Regions from separate parts of the Mus musculus genome. Here all the other regions are linked to region 2. Evidence: chromatin contacts called from public HiCAR-type, HiChIP or PLAC-seq and promoter capture Hi-C data. All regions are on one chromosome and are shown on one strand. Each heading gives the region's core, a stretch centred on a gene start, on an enhancer-like site or on the middle of the called end of the contact. The rest is flanking DNA. Distances are from core to core; before and after follow the strand shown.

Region 1 (2,700 bases), core at 14-2,513, 1.3 Mb after region 2:
CAGCGAGGGAAATGCCATCGCCATCCCCTTCCTGCGTGTTTGCTCCTGAAGATCTAGTTCCACGAACTGGTGCCTGGTCCCTTGCTCTTGCTGACAATATGATCCTGCTCCCAGTAGTCAGCTAGCTACTGCAGAGCCTGGGCCTTTAAAACAAACATCAGGGGTCTCGGAGGGGCCCACTACAGCAACCCCACTCCCACAGCGATTTTCCCCCACAGGCCCTGCAGGGCGTTTCCTTGTTAGACCACCAACCCCCAAGCGTCTCTTGGTCAACCTCTCCCCGAGCCCCGGGGAAAGACTATCCTTAGGATAGTCCTATAGCCGTAGGGCTATCCTTTTAAAAACAATGCTAAAGCTTATCTCTATTGGGGGCACAAACTAAATTGATCCCTATCTTATCTCCGCAGCTCATCCCTCAAACGCCCTGCAGACTGTAGAACCGAGTTCCCAAGAGACCCTCCAGCATTTCTTTCCAAATCCACGTAGGCGCTTTGGTCCGACCTGGAGACAGGGAGATCGAGCTCTGGGGGATCTCTGGCCGTAGTGTCATTCGTGCCCCTGAATGCCTCTTTCTGGCACCAGAAAAGGCTGAGACAGCTAGGCCGATACTCACTGAATGGTCTACAATAATGTGCTCCAAGCCACGGTCCGACACTTGGATGGAGCAGAGAGAAGCGTAGGCAGCCCGCGGCGGCGGGAGAGGATGGGCTCCGACTCTGTGCCCCGCGTTGGCCCTCGCTGGCTTTGGGTTTGGCAGAGCACGCGGCTCCTGGAGACCTCTGGGCTGAAGGAGGGGTCCAAGGGCCCCGCTGGAAAAGGGTCTGGCGCTGGGCGAGTGCGGAGCAGAAGGACAGGCCAGGAGTGGTCCTTACCTGATGGCCTCGGGGCTGGTCGGGACTGCTGGGCGCAGGGGCTGAAGGTGCAGGAGGACGCGCAACCCGCGAATCCGCGCCCAGAGCCGCACTGGCTGGAGCGTGTGCGCCGCGGAGCGCGCGCCGAGCCTGGTCTCTCGGTGCGTGTGGCCGCGAGCAGCCAAGTCTGTGTGTCCCTGCGCCGCGGTGTGTGCGTACTGCACAAGGGACCGCGCTGCTCCAAAGTCGCAGCCAGTCGCAGTCGGGAATCGGAGCGAGGCGTCCCTCGTCTCCTTTAGCCCACCCTGTGCCACTCGACCGGCTCTGTCCTGCGGGAGAGGCGCCGCCTCTGCTGCGCAGCCAGGCCCGGGGCCGAGGGAGGCGATAGACCACCGCCTCCCCGGCAGACCTCGCAGGCGGGGGGTGGGGTGCAGGCCAATGAGAGCCCGGGGGGCGGGGTTAGGCCGGGGGCAGAGATGGGGAGCTGGATGAGGACCACCGCGCTGACACAAGCCAGAGCTGCAGCAGGGACCCAGGGCGCGGAGGCGGAGGTAACAGCCCCCCTTTCCCAGTTCTGTCGCAGAGCTTCCGGGCTGAGTTGTGCCTTCCTCAGGGCTCACCACCTTTCTGTCCAACAGCAAAACATCCACTAGAGAAAGCCCTCTCCCTCTCTTCTCTGTGTTCCAAGCCTCCTCTGGCAACCTGCCACCTGAGCAAGTCCCTGGCCCTCTTTGGGCCCTCCTCTGCTCACAGTCAGGGGTCTAGAAGGGATGAATTGCAGGTGCCTATCTAGATGTCCTCGAATGTGACACCCCAGAGAACACCTCTATAGCCAGAAAAGGAGTAGAGGTGCTTACGGGAAGTCTGTTAAAAATAAATGAGACTGCCCTGCCAGCTCTGGGAGTTTGGGTGTGCGGCCTGATGTTTCTGAGCCTCCACTTCTTCACCTGCACCACATCGTTTCTATTTCTGGGCTCATGAGAAGAACAACATTGTGTAGGAACAGTCTGTGTGCCAGTAGCAAACTTGTACTAGGCTCATATATTCACTGATGCTAAACAAATTACTATTGTTGTTGGTGATATGGTGTACTCACCCTTCTTCTGGTACAATTTGATAAGCAGGAGCTTAATGAGCAGAACTCAGTCAAATAAGGTCACAGTGCCAATATCCTGCCACCTCCAGTTTGGCATAACTGTGTCCAGTCACAGCATCCTGAGTTCTTTGTATCCCCATCACTTAGTCTCAACTGGCTTCTGTCATTGCCTGTTCAGGCAAGTTCTGAGCCACCCTTGATGTGTGTCCTTCTGAAGAACCTTCAAGGAAGAAGAGGGAAGGAGAAAGAACTTGAGCCTTTTGTTAGCAAGGTCAGTCTAGCTGAAAACAAAAGGACAAGGAGATGGAGAAGACCCATGAATGGGAGCCACACAGAACCCTAACTGGTAAGACCTACATGATCATTTTACATCCGACTTCACAATGAAAACAGAAAGGCTAAGAATAGGAAGCAACCTGATGCTCCAGAAAGATGTATGGAGTGTCCTATATACAGACAGCAAGTTTATGATTCCCCACTTAGTCCAGGAAGCACTGGTCACCTCGTAGACAGCTGGCACTCGCTTGTGTTCTTTCAGGCCATGTTCCAAAGGAAGAGCAGTGGAGAATATGTCTTCTCTCTTAAGAGTGGTCAGGACCCCCTCTAGGGAGAGTACAGCTAGACGCTGGGCAGAAGTCAGCAGTCAATCAGGAGCAGCTCTAGAACGCACTGCATCTCTCTCTGGTCTGTTTTCCCAAACTGGAGGTCAGCTTCTCTACTTGGCCTCCAGCCTTGATGTAGGACGGATCAAAT
Region 2 (2,700 bases), core at 107-2,606:
CTTTCTTTTTTCTTTTTTTTTCTTTTGTTTTGGTTTTTTTTTTTTTTTTTTTGGCAGGGACTCACTTACTGGCTGGCTTATAACAAGTAACTTGCTATTTAGACCAGGCTGTCCTTGAATTTATAGAAATCTGCCTACCTAACTCTGGCATACTGAGATTACAGGCCTATGCCACTATGCCCAGATTAAACTTTGTAAACTTTATCGTTATTGGGTCGTGACCTAGGAATTCCATATTCACGCAGTCAAGATGAAGAGCAGTCCCATTAACTACAAAGAAGTTCCTTGTGCTATGTGCTAGGTGTTCACAACGACGTCGGTCAACTAGATTTTCTTTGTATTATTTCAGGGAAGCAAAATTAGAGTGGATAGATACATTGTATACCAGCACGGTTAACTATATTTTCTTTGTATTATTACAAGACAGCAAAATGGAGTGGATAGATACATTGTATTTGAGAGCAGACAAGATTTTCTTTGTATCCTTACAGGGAAGCAAGATAGATGCATTGCATTGTAATGCTCTGTAATGCATTCTGAGGGCCTGTTAACCCCCTCTACCAAACCAGCACTTTTAAATAGTCTGGTGTCGTTCATGTGCTCCTGTTAAAATTTGAACTCACTATTTAGCGAAGGACAGCCGGGAATTCCTGATATCCTTTCTCTAGCCTCCTGCCATCTGGGATTAGAGGTGTCTGTCTCTTTGCCTAATGCTTTATATGTGGCCATTCTTATTTTCAAAACTGGACTTGTTCTAACAGTTGAAGTTAGGAAGTAGGCAATTCTGAACGTTTTTTGTTTCGTTTTCGTTACATGTATCTTTAGGCAAATCTATAACATTTTTGCTTGCCAACAAGTCTCGCAGACCACAGGCACTTGCTACTTCAAGGCTTTGCTTTGAAATCTGGGGCATGGAGGGTGTCTGCTGCATTGCAGTAAAAACTGGCTGGAGGCATCATTTGTGGAGACCGTCCTCTGCACCCATTCGCTTCCAAACTGCGGGTTATCTCGATGGTGCCAATACTTCCAAGGCCTTAGCAAGCGGAACTTCTGAAAGCGATGGAGGCTGGAACTAAGGAAAGCAGCCCATATAGCAAACGGTCCAATGTCCTCCTCCCCTAACTTCAGCTTCCCGGGGTGCAGTGCTGGCCCCCACTCTGGCCCAGCCTGCAAATGTCTGTATCTCGGGTGGACACCTCAAACACGAACAACTGCGGCTGCACAGAAGTCCAAGTGCCGCTGAATAGAACTTTGGGAACTGATTTTTCTAGGCCATCCCTGAGGATGGGTGGCCGGCGCGACCCCGCTCTGCTACGCGCACGCGCCTTAGCAGCCCGGGAAGCCCGGACCCAGACGCCAGCGTCACCTCGCGCCGCCTCCGCCCTTCCTGCTTTCCGTTTCCTTCCCGCGCCTGCGCGGCTCCGATTGTTTTGGCTTTCCGGTGGGGCAGAGGAAAAGGGCGCGGTGAGCCAGATGAAGGCGGGGTCCAGCCGCGGGCACCCGGGAGCCCGCAGAGCCGCTGCTGGAGCGGGCGCGGGCACTGGCGCGGGCGGCAGGCCGTGACGGCCCAGCCCAGGAGGCGCGAGGAAGCGGAAGCGGGGGCGGAAGCGAGCGGCCCGGATCCCCGCAGCGCCACGCCCCCGCCGTGCGTGCGGCCGCGTGAGTGCAGCCCGGCGGAGCGGCGCGGTGAGCTGGGCGACCGGGGACGAGGTGAGCCCGGCCGGGCGCGAGGCTGGCGGGCGGCCTTTGTGGCCCGGGGCGGCGGCGGCGGCTTTCAAACTGGGGCGCTTCCGCCGAGCGCGCGGTGTTTCCGGCGCGGCCTTGCGCGAGCTGCGGGGCTCGGGGCGGCGTCCTTTCTGAGGGAGAGCTGTTTTGCCCGGCTCGTGTCGCGGCCGCCGGAGAAGGGCGACCGCGTCCTTGCCCTTTTTTTTTTTTTTTTAAAAAAAAAAAAAGTATTATTATAATTCTTTTTCTTGGCACATCGGCAGTAACCAAGAGTTAGCCAGGTTAGCCGGGGTCCTGTTGTCCTCGGCCTGCTTGTGCTCTGCTGTGGGAAGGGGAAGCTGCACTTTGAAACCTGTTTGCTTTAGACGGAAATCATGGGTTGGAACTGGACGCTAAGTCGGCCGACTGGGCGCTGCTGTCGTGTGCTCTCCCCCACTTCCCGCCCCGCCAAGCGCCTGGCCTAGTAGCTCTTAAGATTCCTTTTTTTTATAGCTACCTAAAGGAAAAGGGATGCGTATTCTCCGGGCTGTAGATCTCTAGAATTTCTTTGGTGGCCTCTCTTTAAGTTAAGCAAGGAATTAAGATAGTAAACTTGAAAGACTTTGCTTTGTGAACAGCTATATCAGCTTTGTGAAAACGAGGGGGGAAAAAAAAGACAGTGCTGGTCACGTGTTGTTTATACATGAATCTGTAAGTCTGGCTCACTGAGCAGACACTGAGGAACGGCCCTATCAGCGGTGTGCTCTGACTGAAATTATATTTTCTTCCTGTGAGTTAATACAGTTTATTTTAGTTTCTTCATTTCTTTGGAGTTGTGAATTCTTCCCCAGATTTGAGTAATATAGACCAGATCTTTTGCAGGTGAGAATGACTTCGTCTAGTCAGACTGTGGATGAAGCTTTTATTTGTAATCTAAGATCCATTTGAAAAGCCAAGTCAGTTGTTTTTCCCAGCCTCTGTGATGTGAAACGTTGC
Region 3 (2,700 bases), core at 164-2,663, 1.5 Mb after region 2:
AGCAGTCGCCACGTACTGTTGCCAGCGTCTGCTTATCATTAAAGCCAGGAACAATGGGTACAAGTGCTTACACACTCTCCAACAACACAGCATCAACGTGAAAATAGCTTACACAAGTTCAGGACCCAAGCAGACACTCACACACCTTCGCTTCCACCTCCGCACACAACAAGCCAGCATGCCCCACGGTTCAGTGGCCAGGGACTGCTGAGCTGAGCCCTTCTCCTGAACTGGTATCTAGAAAACTCTCCCAAAGCTCCAGAGAGAGTATTGTTCTCTCAACTTTGTCTAATTATTGGGGGTAGAGGGAGGAAAGGGGGCTGTCTCCTGACTTTCTGAGGAAGTTGATTTGGGGACCTGGCTAAGGATTAGAAGCCGATTAGAAGCCCAGGCAACTTATCAAGAGAGTCACACTCAGACACTTGCAGAAGTGGCTTTAAACACACTGGGTAGCTGGAGAAAATGTACTCGGGACAGTAGGTAGAGGTTGCCTAGTGCACGGGACTGCAAAGGGGGAAGGTGACTGCTCAGGTAGCTCAGAAGAGGGGAGGAACTGCTGGCATGCACCTAGCTGCCCCTCCAGCTCATTCCTGGCAGTAGCTACTCTGCAGGGGACTTTGGCACAACCATATTGTCTAGCTCCTCCATTCTCACAGCACCAACCAGCAAAGAGACCATGCAGTACAACTGAGTTCTAGCCCCAGTTCTCAGCATGACTCCAGAAACCTTCATCCTTCTCTCTGTTCTTCAGTATCCCCCTTGTACAGTAGGCAAATGGAGCCAGCTCCCTCTCTGTCTTCTCCTACAGACACCCTAAGCCTAAGATACCCCACTCACGTCATTGCGGCCAAGTGAATTGTCGACTAGGGAGGAGGTGATGCCCGAGAGAATGGCCGTGGCGACGATGGCTCCCACACACTGGGCGATGATGTACATGACAGCCCGGAGGATGCTGATCTGACAGCTGAGCAGGAGCCCCAGTGTGACCGCAGGGTTGAGGTGAGCACCGCTGATGTGACCCACACTTTGGGCCAGAGTAGCGATGCTCAAACCAAAGGCCAGCGACACCTTCACGTTGTCCTGGACCAGCGTCTGGTTTCTCTCCAGTGGGTAATTGAAGCCTAGGGCAGAACCAATGCTGATGAAGACGAAGAGGGTCATGGCCAGGAACTCAGCCACCACAGCCCTCCAGAAGAGCTTCTTCTTGATTTCACTGGCCATGCTGGCAGGGACCTCGACTTAACCGCTGGATGCCTGGTGCTCAACTCCCTCCAAGAGCTGAGCCACAGCCTGGGCTGGGCCTATTTATAGGGCTGGGTGGGGGGAGCACAAAGGGAGGAAGGCCTCTCCTTGCTCCTGGCCCGCCCCACACCACACGAGCCTCCTCGCTGCGATGGATGCAGACAGGGCTCTGCTGTCTGCCTGCCAACTTTTTCCTTCCTCCTCTCCCCCTCCTGCCCTCCCTTGCTCCCTCCACCCGCCTCAGCCCTCGGCCCTGCCCAGCGTAAGGAGGCAGGAGGCAACCGTTGCTCTAATAGGCTTTGGGAAATTCTTCCAAGCTGGCTCTTCTCAGGGGGCCAGAGAAATCCAGGTGTCCCCGCCCAGCCTGCAAAGCTCAAGGGTGCCTGAGGGCAGAGGCTGGCACTCTAGAAGGGGTGGGGAATAGGGGTTGTCTGGACTCCCCAGACGGACATTGCCCTCCCTGGAGGTGGCACCAGAAATTGCCTGCCTGTCCCATCCCACTCTGAGCAGAGTTAGTAATCTGAAGTTCTCAGGCTGAGAAATCTGTGGGCCAGTCTGGCCTCCAATGTCCTGGCCTGGGCCAAGCAGCTGCATGTCACTTTGGGGATGTGTCCTCGCCCCCCGGGCCTCATTGATGGGAGTAGAGAAGCTTTCTGGGAGCCACCTATCATTCTTTAGACAATGGCAGACCTTAGCCAAGCAAGGTTGCTGGAAAACTCCCCCAATTCCTCAAACTTAAAACAATTTGAGGCCATGATTTGAGAGGGGGTGGGGAAGATAATGTTGCTTAGGCTTTTTTTTTTTCTCTAATAGATAAAGTAGCTAGCAGGTCACTGAAGAGATGGAAGGAATGACAGCTGGACCTGAAAAGGAGCGAATGGGAGACATGGGCTGGGGCTAAGAGACAGATGCAGTGATGGGATGATAGGCAGAGCAACAGGAAGCATTATCCGAGTGATGGTGGAAAGTGGAAGAGGTTTCCAGCCTTGCAGGAGACAGCGGCCAGGCTATGGATGTGCTCACGCATACAATATTCAACTGGGCACTGGATTCAGTCACTAGCATCACAGGAAAAAACAGCACGTCAGAAACAGGAAGAGACAAACGGAGCAGAGGAGACATAGGCCGGACAAGAATCTAGATAGAGAAAGAGGAGAGAGGAAGGTAAGGGAGACCAGAGGCACTTTCCAACACCAGGAGGGGTGGAGAGGAGGTGGGGGCAGACAAAGCACCCACCATGTTTCCTGTGTACCCCCAAAATCCCGAGTAAAGGACCAGAGAACTGGTCGGTCACTTGCCTACTGTTTGAGTGTGCTGGAAGGTATACCAGGCCCATAGGGAGGCTCTCTCTGTGGCCACAAGGTAGGACCTGTTATGATTGGTCCCTCTCTTTCCATCTTAGTCCTTATCAGAATCATTGGCTTCTTACCCATCAGAGGTGGAAAAACAACACTCACT
Region 4 (2,700 bases), core at 83-2,582, 1.8 Mb after region 2:
TTTCTGACTGTGTCAGGATAGTCTTCTTTTATTGGTGACCAGATTGACTGGCTATCAGGTGAGAGAGGTCAGGTTTCCCAAATAATCATGGTCTTCCTGTCCAATGACTAGCAGTGAGCCTTGGGGGATAACTGAGACTCTATAAACATCCCTGTGACCTGATGCTCCTGACGGGAAGTTTGGTTGCACCAGAGACAGATGTTCTAATCCCAGTACCCCCATTTCCTGCATTTAGCCAGTATACTTTTTTTTAAAAAAGCAAAGAATTGCTTCCTCATCAGCTATTTGGTTTTCAAAAATACAGTTGGTACTAGAAAGGCAGAACACTCATTTTCTTAAATACCCACTTTTTAAAAGTGATGAAGTGTTAGCCACTGATGGCATGGCAATATGGTTCTCTTCTCTGTTTTAATTTGGTTTACTTCCTGAAGGGAATGACATACATTTAGGGATCATTTTAGAGTTTCCAGTCGTTCTGCTCCTTAAGTTGTTCTCGCTTTGTCTAGTGAATGGTCTTTTAGGAATGACCTTGTTCATCTTGGGGTTCTCATTTTCTGGATTATTGTTCTTTCAAGAGGTAATTTTCACTCCCAGCTTTGACCTAAGATTCAGTCATTTCTCCAGGAATTCTGGCACCTGTCAGTGTGGAGTTGAATTTAGATTAATTTCTGAGGGCCAACGGCAGTCATTGCTCTAGACCTTCAGTTTGCTCTCCTATCTTCATTTCAAGAGCAACAACATGGGTGTTTTGTGTCGTTCTATTTTAAAAAGAGGAAATAGATTGCAACGATGAACAGAGTCAACTGGCTAGCAAATGGCATGTCCGGATCTGAACGTGGGAGAAAGACTACCCTGGTATGCAGTGAGGCAACTTCAGGTAGTGATCCTAAGAAAACTTGTAGGATCAGCCTTCCCATTCCAGGAAGGCTGAGGCAGGAGAACTGCCGCAAGATCCAGGCTAGGCCGACAGCAATTTGAGACTTGTCTCCTCTATACCAGGCGCAGAGCCTACCGCACCACTGGTTGACCTGGGCAATCGCCGCCAGGTGGGGAAAACACAGTCGCCAGTAGCCACTCTCGGGCTGTCCGTTAGACTCGCCAATCAGCGGCGCCTCAGGCAGGGGGCCGTACATCCGAGGGATGCATCCAATAGAAAAGCGACGTCAGTGGGCGGGAGGAGCTGTAGACAGGCCAATCCTGGTAGTTAGCTCACGCCGGCAAGCCGGCAGCCAATCCTCAGCGCGCTCTCTGTGCGGCTCCGCCCGCCGCTCTGCACTACCGCGTGGGTGGCGGCGCACTGCTCTTTTTAGCAGCGCTAGTCCGGCTTCTCTGTGCTTGACGCTGCTGGCGTGGATAAGTGGACATGGCGAGCTCCGACTGTGAGGGCCATGCGGGCCAGGAGGGGGAGACATTCCTGTACTTCGCCTACGGCAGCAATCTCCTGACCGAGAGGATCCACCTGCGAAACCCCTCGGCCGTGTTCTGCTGCGTGGCGCGCCTGCAGGTCAGTGCCGTTGTGCGGGCGACCTGGAGAGCGGGCTAGCTGCGACTCCTGCCGGGAACCTCTAGCCACCGTCGGAGTTCGCAACCCTCCACTGGCTGCCCTTTTCCACCGGTTATGAGCATCCCGTAAGATGCCTTTAATAGGTGCTTCTTAGTCGAGAACTAGCTGCTTTCTGTCCTGTGCGTACCTTATCTATCCCACAGTTCTGTGAAATTCTGCCTGTCCTTTCCTTCGGATCTTAGCGTCCTGGCCTTGAGACCTGGAACCGTGTCTTCAATACTGATAGCAATGTTCGTTCCCTCAGTAGAGTAGCCCAATAAGCTTTTAACTGTGATAAAATGTGTTCTTGACCATAGTTCATTTCCTCTTTAATACGTATTCTTCTGGCACTCAGTGCTGGGGTTACAAGGATGACTGAGCAGCCTAGCTATTTGGAGGACCTTTCTGGTGTACAATCTGATTGTGTGTAGGGCCCTTAATAATTTTAGCCAACTTTGATAACCTTGTCAATTCTTGATTTCAGGCAACAGAAACCAGCTGATTTCAGAAAGGAGAATGGGGAGGGGTGTTGGAAGGCTGTTAGAGAGCTCATGGATTCACCTGAAAGATTGAGTAAACAGGTGGACTACTGTGTGTGTGTGTGTGTGTGTGTGTGTGTGTGTGTGTGTGTGTGTGTGTGTGTGTGTGTATACACAACCAGCATTACAGGAGAGGGCCATCCCTGCTCTGGAAACTGGCCACACCTTTCCTCAACTAGTAAGCACAATATGGAACTGACTCCTGACTGCTGCTTTGCCACAGTTCTGCAATTCCTGAAGCCTAGAGTGGAGTCCCTAATGATCTTAAACACCAGCACTAATTGAGAGCCCCTGCGAGGTGCCCTGATTGGCTAAATCTCACCATGAATCCACGTCCTTACTTAGCAAGCAAGATGATCTGATAACTAGCTCCTAGCCTTTCAAGTTTCAGAAGTGGGAGTCACGCTCTGTACTCTATCTAAAACTCCAAAGAGTGTAGGATTGGAGTTCAAGTACGTGAAGTACAGGAAAGAAATACCACATAAATGATAAATTATAGCTGTGGTTAGCCTTAAAAGAGGACTTGCAAGGTGCAACAGAATATATGACCAGAGGACCTGACCTAGGTGCTCAGGAAAGCCTTCCTGGATATAACTTTTAAGCTGAGACCTGAAGGGA
Region 5 (2,700 bases), core at 52-2,551, 1.6 Mb after region 2:
CAGTGACAAACTGTGGTCAGGAGGTGCAAGTCAAATAAACCCTTTCCTTCCCAGGTTGCTTTGGGTCATGGTTGTTTACCAAAGCAAAAGACGGCAAACTGGGGCATCATTTTTCAAAGCAACCAGACCAGACCACAGCAGATCTAAGTGAGCTGATGATTCTGGGGGCAGAGGACAAGATGCACATGTGCACACACGTGGATGTGGATGGGTGGCGCTCTGTGCAGTGTTGTGACACGTTTTCAATTGTTTGTCCAAATACAGGGCTTGGCAACACACAGGCCTAGTGATTTGGGGAGGTGCTGTCAAAGTTTACTCCCGAGCATAAGAAAAAGAAAAGGAAGAAAGAAAGAAAGAAAGAAAGAAAGAAAGAAAGGAAGGAAGGAAGGAAGGAAGGAAGGAAGAAAGAAAGAAAGAAAGAAAGAAAGAAAGAAAGAAAGAAAGAAAGAAAGAAAGAAAGAAAGAAAGAAAGAAAGAAAACATTAAGCCAAATGAGAAAACAAGACTTAAACCTTAAACCGCTGGGGAATCATTAACTCAGTTAAAGATAAGCTGTTTACAAAGGCAAGTTCACTGAGTGTAGAATAGCAGAGAGATTTGAAGATCTCTGGTCCTCCTACTTCCCCAGCCTGGGGAGCACTTCTGTTCTGGTTCTTGTTTTATTTGCCTTATCAAAGATGAAGCCCAGGGGCCGTGAATGTGTTGGCTGGGAGCCTGGCCCTGTGTCTCCACCCTCTACTCTTAACCCCATGAGTGAAGCATCCCTAATGAGACCCTCATCTCTTTGGTCTCTGCCTCTTTCTCTTTGTCTGTCTGTGTACCTCTGTCCCTATGTAATTCTCTCTCTGTCTCTCTCTCTCTCTCTCTGTCTCTCTCTCTCTGTCTCTCTCTCTCTCTCTGTCTCTCTCTGTGTCTCCATATATATATCTGTCTCTGTCTGTCTCTGTCTGTCTGTCTCTCTCTCTCTCTGTCTCTCTCTCCTGATCCCAGTTGTCCACATGCCACCCTAGAGGGCCAGGGATGAGAGCTTCAGGGCCCAGTGACCCAGGACAGGACTGGAGGCCCTCTAGCATTCTCTTGCTTCATCACAAAAATCAAATCCAGCCAGGAATCTAGCATTCTCTTGCTTCATCACAAAAATCAAATCCAGCCAGGAATCTGACACCTGCACTCTGAAACCATCTCCAGGGACCCTAGCTCCTCCCTGAGAAGGGAGGTCTTATAAAAAGATTATAAAAGGCATGGTGGGAAGGAGTGAGCATTCAGTAGGGGCAAAGGAGTCTGGACAGCTGTGTGGGCTGGCTAGAATGGAGGGCAAGGTATACATAGGAGGTGAGGACTATGAAAAAGAGTTCACTCCCAAAGACTACCTGACCACCTACTACAGCTTCCACTCTGGCCCTGTGGCAGAGCAGGAAATCGTAAAGTTTAGCCTGCAGAACCTCTACCAGACCTTCTCTACAGGTGAGTGGCTGAGGTCTCCCTGGGGAGGGGCTGGAACCATGCCAACAGGGAGAGCTTATTCTGTATATACAGATGCTACAGAGGTGACTGGTCTGAAGGCCCACAGGGCCCATAGATGGCAATGTGTGCAGATCCAGAAGAGCCATGCCTCAGGAGTGAAGAACTTGCCTTGCACCCATGATCAGCCTCAGTAGCTACACTCGTAAGCTTTGAGGGGTATACCCAGATTTGTGGAGCTCCTAGGCCCATGCTGAGAGAAGTGACATAGGACTGGGCACCAAGGCTACTTTTCCCTCTCCTCTTGCCAGAGGCCTTCCAGAAAGCTCTGCAGCCTTTTTGGAACCTTGAGTCTCTCTGAAAAAAATCCCTGATGAAAATTCTTCCCTGTAAACATGCATACAAGTTTCCATGATTTGCCCCCAATGTCTAAGGGCAGACTAAGGCTAGGGAGGGACAGGGGTGGCCAGTCAAAGTCAGAGAGCTAATAGTAACAGCAGCAAGAATGAATCATAAGACTTCAAGTGACCCAGCACTAATGGGGAGAGTGTGTTCTGTGTGACCCTGGAGGTCACTCAGTGTACTCCCCCACAAAAGCCTTCTTAGCCAGACATTCGGTGCCAAGGAACGGGTAGCAAGGAACAACCTCAGAATACAGAGGGAAGAAAGCCTGGTGCTGCTGGAGAAAGCTGGGGTATAGAACAGACTTCAGTCCTTGGCAGAGGCATGGTAGGTATAAAAGGAGACTGCAGAAGGGAGAGGGCAGGCTGAGAGGGCATACCCGGGGTGGGGGGTGGAGGTACACTGAGCAACTGACCTCCAGGGTCACACAGAGCACATTCTCCCCATTAGTGCTGGGTCACTTGAAGTCTTAGGCTTTATTCTTGCTCGTGTTACTATTAGCTCTCTGCCACACTTTCTTCTGTGTGGCTGCCTTTCCTAGAAAATCAGAAGGGCTCTTAAGAACTAGCTGGTGTCCTTCTCAGCCTTTATCCCAGACCCTGCCACTCTACCAATTCCCCCAATTTTCTAAATCCAATGTTCTTTGAAGTTAGCCTATGCCAACTGATTAGAGAGAGAGAGAGAGACAGTAATCCTGAATTTATCTGGAAGACCAGACATACCTCCCAGGCCTCCACTAGTATCCTGGGTCATGGGGAGGCAGTTAAGAATGTCAGCTGTTTCCCACCCCCGGCATTGCTCCCCACTCCTGTCAATGTACAGCCCAGAGGCAAGGGG

Evidence for each region. Promoter capture Hi-C pulls out the DNA fragments that hold promoters and counts their contacts. HiCAR-type assays count read pairs that join an accessible place to other places. HiChIP or PLAC-seq counts read pairs in DNA pulled down with a chosen protein or histone mark.
Region 1: a contact with region 2 is called in a HiCAR-type map of astrocytes, with 4 times the contacts expected there. The contact joins the promoter of Adcyap1r1 here to the promoter of Kbtbd2 in region 2. A contact is called at or near these places in 3 of 39 promoter capture datasets (cranial neural crest, hippocampal neurons and stem cell-derived epiblast-like cells) and 1 of 115 datasets of contacts at active chromatin or transcription factors (astrocytes).
Region 3: a contact with region 2 is called in a FOXA1 HiChIP or PLAC-seq map of pancreatic cancer cells. The contact joins the promoter of Aqp1 here to the promoter of Kbtbd2 in region 2. A contact is called at or near these places in 1 of 39 promoter capture datasets (liver) and 1 of 115 datasets of contacts at active chromatin or transcription factors (pancreatic cancer cells).
Region 4: a promoter capture Hi-C map of liver shows a contact between it and region 2, with 4 times the contacts expected there. The contact joins the promoter of Ggct here to the promoter of Kbtbd2 in region 2. A contact is called at or near these places in 3 of 39 promoter capture datasets (liver, neutrophils and pre-B cells) and 1 of 115 datasets of contacts at active chromatin or transcription factors (pancreatic cancer cells).
Region 5: a contact with region 2 is called in a promoter capture Hi-C map of liver, with 4 times the contacts expected there. The contact joins the promoter of Inmt here to the promoter of Kbtbd2 in region 2. A contact is called at or near these places in 2 of 39 promoter capture datasets (both in liver).

What each region holds. Positions count from the first base shown.
Region 1 is chr6:55,450,541-55,453,240 of GRCm38.p6, reverse strand. Adcyap1r1 (adenylate cyclase activating polypeptide 1 receptor 1) reads right to left here and starts at 1,263. Exons shown (of 17, transcript NM_007407.4): 1 at 873-1,263.
Region 2 is chr6:56,796,469-56,799,168 of GRCm38.p6, reverse strand. Kbtbd2 (kelch repeat and BTB (POZ) domain containing 2) reads left to right here and starts at 1,356. Exons shown (of 4, transcript NM_001362210.1): 1 at 1,356-1,710. It overlaps Gm10209 (oleosin-B6), which reads right to left. Exons shown (of 2, transcript XM_030255710.1): 2 at 743-1,922. The coding sequence ends at 1,125.
Region 3 is chr6:55,335,012-55,337,711 of GRCm38.p6, reverse strand. Aqp1 (aquaporin 1) reads right to left here and starts at 1,413. Exons shown (of 4, transcript NM_007472.2): 1 at 838-1,413. The coding sequence starts at 1,221.
Region 4 is chr6:54,991,499-54,994,198 of GRCm38.p6, reverse strand. It overlaps Ggct (gamma-glutamyl cyclotransferase), which reads left to right and starts at 1,332. Exons shown (of 4, transcript NM_026637.3): 1 at 1,332-1,504. The coding sequence starts at 1,364. RefSeq lists a cis regulatory region at 1,098-1,107 and an enhancer at 1,088-1,117.
Region 5 is chr6:55,173,591-55,176,290 of GRCm38.p6, reverse strand. It overlaps Inmt (indolethylamine N-methyltransferase), which reads left to right and starts at 1,301. Exons shown (of 3, transcript NM_009349.3): 1 at 1,301-1,464. The coding sequence starts at 1,308.